Linked DNA regions of Mus musculus: region 2 is linked to region 1. Evidence: chromatin contacts called from public Hi-C data. All regions are on one chromosome and are shown on one strand. The core of a region is the stretch at or near the end of the contact, and the rest is flanking DNA. Distances in the headings are between cores, read along the strand shown. Region 1 holds the start of Ddx60 (DExD/H box helicase 60). Region 2 holds the start of Tmem192 (transmembrane protein 192).

Region 1 (4,566 bases), core at 1,436-3,935:
ACTCAAGGCATTTTTGTAGGTTCTTTGTTTTATAATGTTGAGTCAGAACTTTCTTTTCCATCTTACAGGTCCTTAGCATATGTATTATTTCTTCTGGTTTTGTGTTTCTAAGGGATTCCTGTGTGTGTAAAAATGTGTGTCTCTGCAGTTTATCTTTAGGGTGAGCTGGTGATATGAAAAAGCAGCTGGTTATCACTCTATAAACAAAGAGCTCTGCAACTCATCCCCAACCAGCCTCATACAGACAGACCAAAGGCCAAAGCCGACCACCATCCCAGAGCTCACGCTCACCCCACTGGTACAAACCCTCCTGGAACACTGAGTCTAGTTATTGTCCATAAGGATTGTACTCCTTCATGTACCGCCTGGACTGGACCATTAAATTATACCAAGCAAGTCATTAGTAGCAGTATGTGCATGACAAGCTGTTAATAACATGTATGTATAGGCCATTCAAAAGAATGAAAAGAAAAAATATTGCTGGATACTTTTATGAGGGAAAAAAACATGTTTTTAAATTTCTAAAAGAAAATACCTTGAAGCCAGGATTCTGCATCAAACATACATTTTAGTTCATTGAGAATGCAAAAAGATATAACCTGTCATTGTAAAGTGAGGCATTCCACCAATTCTCATCTTGAATTGTAATTCTAGCTAAAGGAAGAGGGGGGATGCAAAACAAAATCCACAGAGAAACTGTGGAAAATAAAAAGATTCAATGGAGCTATGTACATAGTTTACATGTAGTAAGACTACTTCTAGGGGTAGCCACAGTAATATAGGACTATATTTTCAGGCTAAAACATGCAGACTGCATCGACATTGAATAATATCTACATAACCGGACCAATAAAATTGCTCAGTGGGTAAAGGTGCTTGCCACCCAGCCAGATGACCTGCATTCTATCCTTGAGACCTACCTGAGAGAGGAAGAGAACACATCCCTGCAGATTGTCCTCTGATCCCCACAGGCACGTTGTGCCTTTAGAAAGTATGAACATATAAAGGGCCAGAAAGATGGCAGATGATGCAGTAATTAAGACTGTCTACTGCTGTTGTAGAGGACCAACCAACTTCTGTTCCTAGAATGTACACAGGCTCACAACAGGTTGTAACAGCACAAGGGATCCAACCACGCTGGACTCCTAGTATATTTGCACTCAAATGCATATTCCCACACATCAACAAACACACACACTTAAAAAGTGAATCTAAAAGCTATTTACTGATTTCTCATTCTTTTACTCACTATGAAAAGAAATTACAAGAATTGTCACAAAATCCTGCAAAACATGATAGACCTGATACATACACATACATGTGTATATATGAATATGTGTATATGTGTATATGTATATGCATATATGTATATATGTATGTATGTATGTACGTATGTACGTATGTATGTATGTATATATGTATGTATGTATATATGTATATATATATGCATATATGTATATACGTATATATATGTTGGGCGTCCTGACACCCTTATTACCAGGACAGTCTCTCTGGTAATGAGGCATGTTAGTTAATTGAGAAAGCCTCCTATATCCTTGGAAAGTACAGCCACCTGTGAGAAGTGACCTGAAGTGTGACAATGGAAGGTATCAGACTCTGAGTTACCCTTAATCAACAACTTGCAAGAAATCAGAGAATTCCAGACTTCTTACTGACCTCAAGGAACCAAAATGAGCACCCAGAACCTGGCTCCGCCCTGGCAGACATCTTGAGTTCTATGCTGGGCTTTGCAAAAAGCACTTAGCCTGTGCCTAAACAGAATCTGTAAAATAAAACACCTATTGTGTTTAAAGCAACTCAGTTTGTGCTGATTTGTGATGAGGAAACAGAAAATCAATCCCTGCTCCTTACACATGAATACATTAAATCTCAGATGACTCAAACAGGGAGACTGAGGCAGCGGGATACTCCAAGTTGGCCCAACCTGGGTTCCATGGGGAGTACCAGGAAGCCCAGGGAGACTGCTAGGGCTAGCATACGAAGAGATTGGGTGGGGGGATGCATTTCTGCAGTAAAGCATAACTTGTCTTAGCCACTGCAATTTCAGGGCAACTACAATTCATCTGGGTTTTTCTTCACATTCTGCTTCTAGCTCTGGAAGCCTGAAGTAGGGCCCCGATTCGATTCGGCACCTAGGAGAAAAACTATTGGTGGGGATGTTCAACATTTATTGGCTGTGCACACACCCCAATGCCCCTACTTATTGATCCCTATCCCAGCTACCCGTTTACAAAGGATCCTCAAGAGACTGAGTCAGGCATCTTTTTCCCTGCCACTCACCACTCAGACCTCTTCCCTCTGTGGTCCACCGAGTACTGGCCACTGGGGTAGGTGGGTCTGTGCTCCACTGCCCATTGAAAGCTACCTCCTAGTGCTGTCCCCTCAGCTCCGCTCCAGCTCCTCTTTTGGGATACTCTGACCTAGGCACGCCCTACAATCCCCTGGCGAGCCCAGAAGCAACCCCCTGGCCTCACCGGGAAGCCCAGACCGGGAACCTGGACCTGCTACGTGCAGAGAACCGCTGGTCTGCGCAGCAGGTATTGAGCGCGCTGGTCCGCGCTGCAGGTAACAAGCAAGCACACAGTCGACCACAGGAGACCTAAGACCAATCGCTAGCTCCAAAAAGTGGCAACTTGTGAGTCTCTCAGGCCGCCTTTTATAAGTGAAGGATAGTTTCGGTTTCTCTTCTGCTCCCAGAAGCTTTAAGTTTCGGTTTCCATTCATCACTAATCAAAGAGCATTTGGTGAATGCAGCTTTGCGCATCCTTTGGTAAAGTTAGTACTGTTAAGGTAGGAAAACCAGAGGCTTTGGGATTCTTGAGGTAAGGAGGAGGATTTGACAGGGAAATCTGGAGACATCTAAGCAAGGCAACATTGGAGAGGCTGTAGCAGCAGAACTCCGGGCGCTGTGCCAATTGCTCCTACTGTGCTAACGACAGCAGGAGGACAAAGCCTCAACAAAGCCCAGACACCTCTACCTTTTCAGGTAGTATTTTAAAGGTAGGTAGGAATTTGAGATTACATGAGTCTATTATTGAAGCCTGTGATTAATCCATTTGGGATCTTCTTTAGCCGAATGGCACTACTAAACAAGCTGAAAATGGAGCCTACTTTTATCTCAGCCTTAATAACTTTTCTTTCCTTTGATTTTGTTTGATTTGGTTTGGCTTGGTTTTTTACCTGTCAATACCTGAAATTTGGGTTTGAAAGCTGGCTTGCTTAGTATCCTATGCTTGCTGAACTTTAGGAAGGCTCTAAATATGACAATTCTATTTTCAATATTGGAATTCTAGAAAGTGGGGGACTCTTGCATTTGGGTGACCGTGACAACAATGGGACCAAAAGCTATTTTGTCAGGCACTGGCAGAACTCTCATCCATGGGGAAAGAGCAACAGAATGCAATGTGTTGAGATAACTTGAGAAACATCCATTGTTTTGAAGGCCATTAAGAATGGACCCTTCCCTCATGGTCAGCTTTTGACCTAGCCCCTGTTTCCTTGGTAACAGTAAGAAAAGGTCCCACCCTTTCTGTCCTCCTTTACATTAAAATACTACCTGAAAAGGTAGAGGTGTCTGGGCTTTGTTGAGGCTTTGTCCTCCTGGGTGAGAAAATGTCACCCTTTCCTGTTCCCTCCAATTTAAGTCAGCGACCTAATTCCTTGAGACTGTGGTAACTGTGGTAATAGATACTGCACGCATAGCCTAAACCAAGGAGCATGATATAAGTGGATTATCTCAGGTGGGCCCAAAATAATCATAAGCAGGTTCTTAATGTGGTGACAGAGGCAGAAATTCAGGCTGGTAATTTGATTACATATGTAGTCTTCTAGCAAGACTCTATGAAGATGATGGAAAACCACAAACCAAGGAATGAAATTGAAATAATCTACTCCAGGTTACAAATCTCCATGCTTATTAAGCCAACTGTGAGCACTGTGAGTTCTTTACACAGCCAGCTGACCAAGAGTAAGCTGGCACCTCAGGAGAGCTCTCGGTGGAGAAAACAGGGTTTTCAAGTCAAAAGTCTACAATTATAGCACACAGGGGGTAGGCTGAGGACATGTCACATCAGGATATATATATATATAATTTACTGGAGCAAGGACAACTCTGTGGCCACCATTGAGGGATATGTCTCCCTCACTGTTAATGTTTACTGGTCCTCAGGAAGAGCTCATGAGCTCCCCTCATCAGTGATGGAACGTTGATGAGCCTTGTCTTGTGTTGATAGTCACTGTTACTATGAATTCACAGGTATAACAGGCATGTCGTGTCCAGAAGAGAGTGTTTCACAGCACTCTTTCCTGTTTGAGACTCTTACATTCTTTCCCTCCTTTCCCCCATAATATTCCTTGAGCTTTGGAGGAAAAGATATCAATGTCTCATTTTAGGATGAGTGCCCAGCTGTCCCTTATTCACCAGTTATCTCTGCATTAACCATCACCTACTCCAGAGCCACCCAAATCTATGAATATAGATACAAATATTTAGAAGGCGGTTTGACATCATATCCATATAGCAAAGCAACAGGAGTAGTTTCCCCT
Region 2 (4,566 bases), core at 920-3,419, 3.0 Mb before region 1:
GACTGAGCTCAGGGTTGTGTGGATGCTAAACGAGCAAGAACTCTACCACGTTCGCCCAACCCATTGCCATGACTTATGATCGAGTGAGTTACTACCAAAGAACTCAGCTATTGTTTTGACCTCAATACTGTCTCTTCATTTTCTTCCCCCAGTAACTGCTTCCTTTGGGGACTTGATGTCTATGCTGTATTAAGCCTTACTGGGACCCAGGTATAGTGGCATGTGCTGTTTATAATCCCAGCATGTAGGAGGCTTCAGGAGGAGGATTACTGTAAGCCAGGGGCTAGCCTGAGTTACCTAGTATGAGCCTGTAAAAAAAAAAACAAAAAAACAAAAAACAAAAATCCATGTGGGAATATCTTTAAATATTTCCCCTCTCCCTCTCTTGGTCTGATGGTAGTCATACAACAAAAGGCCGTTTGTAGACGACAGATCTCAGGTAAGGAAACAGCAGCATATTCAAGTTGGGGTACATTCTGTGAAGGTGTGTCTCTGTGTTTCCAATTGCTAATTCTGGACCAGCAGAGAGCTAAATGCTGGCAGAATCCTGGTCTTGCCATTTCTACAGCCCATTACTGGGTTTCTATTTTGTAAATATTCATTCTCCCCATCTGATCTAGAATCGTATCTGATTGGCTGTAATAAGGAGAGGAGAGACAAGAGCTAGGCAGGAAGTGGAGGGTGGCTTTTCCAGGAGAGAAAGGGATTCTGGGAGAAGAAATCAGAGGTGAGGGATTCAGCCAGCAGACAAGGGGGTAAACAGGACCAGAGCTGAGCAGAGAGGTAGAGGTGGCCATATGGCATGACATAGTGCCAGGATTAGTCTGGTTAGGGCAGCTACAAGACTGCCCTCCATGAGAGGCCTAAGTATTAAGTTTCCAAGTAGTAGTTGCTTTCCCATTTTCTCAGTTGAAAAATAACTAGATTAGTCCTGCTGTTAGAAACATATTTCATCAAGAAAATGTAACTAGCTACATCATCCTAGCATTAAAATGGGTTGAGTCAGGGAAGATAGGCAAATCTGAGGCCAGGTTAGGCTATATAATGAGTACCAGGCCAGCTAGGGCTACATAGCAAGTCTTAAATAAACAAATAAATAAATAAATGACTGCAGGACCCAAACACACAAGAATCTAAGCCCTTACAGTTCTGGAACCTTGCTATTATTAATTATTATTATTATTATCATTATTATTATTATTATTTTGATGTACTTTTATACTAAGACCATGATAATGTTTTTATTAGTTATTAGCTCAGGTCACTGTGCTAAGATAATGTCAGCCTTGCATTTCTCAAGGGCAGGAATTGTATTATGCCACTGGACAAAACAGTTTGTTCTGGAAACAAACGCATGTTTCCTCCCAAAGTGTTTCCCCCGCCCCACACCCAATTTCAAATAAATCAGTGTCTTAATGAGCTTGCAAACTCAAGATTTTTGCAACTGTATTATTCTATAATGGCTACATCATGAACTGGGCAACCGAATACTTTTTTTTTTTAAAGCAACCAAGCACTGTTCCTATCATGCCTACATTCAAAACAGCACATGATAACTGTTATGCGCCAATCTGCGTTTCCGGGAGATGAGAGCTACAAGTCCGCCCGAGGGATGCTGGAGGTTAGAGTCACTCCAAGTTCCGGGTGCTCTCCGACCAACGCAGGAGGGCCCACAGAAGCCGGGTCACCCGGGCTTGCAAGCCCGCCTGTCAGTCTCTCCCAGGAAGGACAGATCAAGCCAGCTCGCATCACGTGAAGCTCCCATTTCCGGAACCAAAGACGCGCACTGCACGTGAGCCGCCGAGTGAAGGGTCCCGCACGCCCACCCTGCCGTGTCCCTCCGATCGTTCAGGAAGACGTTCCCGGGGTCCGCGGTCCCCGCCCGTCGCGTCACCCCGCACCCTGCGTCCCCGATGGTCGAGCCGCTGCGGCTCTGGTTAGCTCCTAGCCCGCAGTCTCCGCCCCCTGAGCCCAGCACAGGAAGCCGAATGGCGGGGACAGGGCTCGGCGCCTCACTCACGTCCTCCAGCCGGCCGGCCGCCGCCATGACCCGCCGTCGCGGGCCGATGCCCCGCCAGCCTGACCTCTCCACCAGCGCCCGGGCGCCGACGGCCCGGGACAGTCGCACCTACTAGGACCTGCGCGCCCCGCCTCGGACACACCCACTCTGCGCTCGCCCCGCCCCGGCCGCCGAAGGCCACGCCCCTCCACCTAGATCAGCCGATCAGCAGCCAGGGGCGTGGCCCCCCCTGCAGACTCCAGCTTTGAGCTGCAGTGTAGCCCAGGCGGTTGTTTTGGGGTTTCCCCTAAACTGTTGCTTCATCCATTTATCAGAGATTTGGAAATTAAAGGATGAATTTCTCGAGCAACCATTTAAACCAAGTAAACTACTTCTCTTTAGAATATTAACTTATTTCTGTTGGCGCAATTTTTGTTTGCAACAATATAGATAGCTCTGTTTGGAAAAAGACGCAGTAAAAATCGCAATTCCACCTGTAGAGGGACTTAATTAGAATAGATTCCAATTTCTATAACACGATTTACAGATGTCTCCACAGGAAATTTCTGTAGTTTTTTTTTTTTTTTAAGGTATTCTGTTTCTGTTTTCCCCTTCCCCATCTCTTCTTTTTCTGTCCTTTGATTATTTTTGGTTTCAGTTTTGTTTTTATGAGACAGGGTTTCTCTACATAGCGCTACGTGTTCCGGAACTCACTATGTAGACCAGACTGAACCCTCGGAGATTCGCCTGTCTTTGTTGCCTAGTGGAATGCTCGGATGAGCCGCCACACTTGACCCAAGATTAAGTCAGTTCTTCCACTATGTGAATCCTGGACTTGACAGCAAAAGCCATTCATTGCCCAGTCCTCATTTTTGTAAAAATTAAAACAAAGTCTCAAGTAGCTCACACTGACCTAGAAATTGATGTGCACTGAAACGGGCCTTCAGTTCCTGATCCACTTGCCTTCACACAGTGAAATCTGGCATCGCTAGTGTGCATCATCGCAACGGATGAGTTGTTTTGTTTTATATACAAAGTATTTTTAAAATGCTTTTATTTTATGCATTTCAGTGTTTTATTTGCATGTGTGGCTATGCACTGTGTGTGTGCCTATTGCCCAGGGAGGCCAGATGAGACACTGGAGTTAGACAGTGGTTCTGGGAATCAAACCCAGGTTTTTTTTGGAAGAGTGGTTAGTGCATTTAAGCACTGAGCCATCTCTGCAGGCCAAGTTTTAAACACACACACACACACACACACACACACACACACACACACACAGAATCCAACTGGGGAAGTGGGTGTGGTGGCACACACCTGTAGTCCCAGGTCTTAGAGGAGACAAGAGAATCGTGATATCAAAGCCAGGCTTTGCTTTATAGTGCGTTAGAGGCAAGCCTGGGTTACACGAGATATCTCATGAAGAATGAAGAGAGATTTGAGGAAGAGTCCTCAAGGTCTGTGGTTGAAGAGGAATTGGAAGGCAAAGATGTCATCAACGCCGAGCAGACTGGGCCCCAAGGACAGTGACTAGACTTGTCCATTGGAAAGAATGCCTGTCCTCGTGTCCTGGAACAGCTAGCTGAATCATGTTGGCTCCTTCCTCTCTACAACCAGCTTCTCCACAGACCCTGGGAAGGAACAGCCCTGAAATCCTCAAAGGACATTTCCTTATGTACTGCACACTTTTAACTGGCCTTTACTCTTTTAAATGAGCATTTACTGGCGTCTGTTAATTATATGTAATAACAGGTTTCATTATGGCATTCTCATACGTGTGTGTATAAGGTATTTTAGTTATATACAGCGCCCGTTGCCTTCTCTTGCCCCCTCCCACTCATTCCCTTTCTTTTCCCAGCTAGTCCCCTTTCTGATTGCAAGGCAGCAATGTGAAATGTGTGTGTGCATGCTTGAGCATGTGCCTGTTTGTGTGTGATGTAATGAGTGTAAGATTACATACTTACAGGATCATGTGTCACTTAACAATCCCTCCCTCTCTCTCACTCTCCTCTCCCTCTCCCCCCTCCCCCTCTTTCCCTCTCCCTCTCCCTCCCTCTCCCCCTCCCCTCTTTCCCTCTCCCTCTCCCTCTACCCCTCCCCCTCCCCCTCCCCCCTCTCCCTCCTTGATTAATTCTTTATTAAGAATATAGAAAGTCAGGCCATTGAGTGGCTTAGCAGGTAAAGGTGCTTACTCTGAAAGCCTGACCTGATGACTTTCGTTCAATCCCCTAAACCCATGAAAAGTAGCAGGAAAGTGTTAGAGAGATGACTCCGCAGTTAAGAACACTGGCTGAGTTCAATTCCTATCGACCACAAGGTGTCTCAAAACCATCTATAATGGGATCTGATGCCCTCTTCTGGAGTGTCTGAAGACAGCAACAGTCTACTCACATGCATAAAATAAATAAGTAAATCTTTTTTTTTTTTTAAGTAGCAGGAAAGAACCAACTCCACAGTGTTTTCCCCGACCTCCATTTATTACACCACACCACGGATACCCCACCCCACAGAGGAATAATAAACAAAACAAAAAATCTAAACATACTTTAAAAATAAGTAAAGTTGGA

The links. Hi-C and Micro-C count contacts between places; a contact is called where the count stands out from the background.
Region 2: a Hi-C map of CD8 T cells shows a contact between it and region 1, with 5 times the contacts expected there. The contact joins the promoter of Tmem192 here to the promoter of Ddx60 in region 1. A contact is called at or near these places in 1 of 39 promoter capture datasets (liver) and 3 of 484 Hi-C or Micro-C datasets (CD4 T cells and CD8 T cells).

Annotation. Positions count from the first base shown.
Region 1 is chr8:61,926,206-61,930,771 of GRCm38.p6, reverse strand. Ddx60 (DExD/H box helicase 60) reads right to left here and starts at 2,685. Exons shown (of 38, transcript NM_001293783.1): 1 at 2,496-2,685.
Region 2 is chr8:64,944,788-64,949,353 of GRCm38.p6, reverse strand. It overlaps Tmem192 (transmembrane protein 192), which reads right to left and starts at 2,169. Exons shown (of 6, transcript NM_028427.3): 1 at 2,021-2,169. The coding sequence starts at 2,047.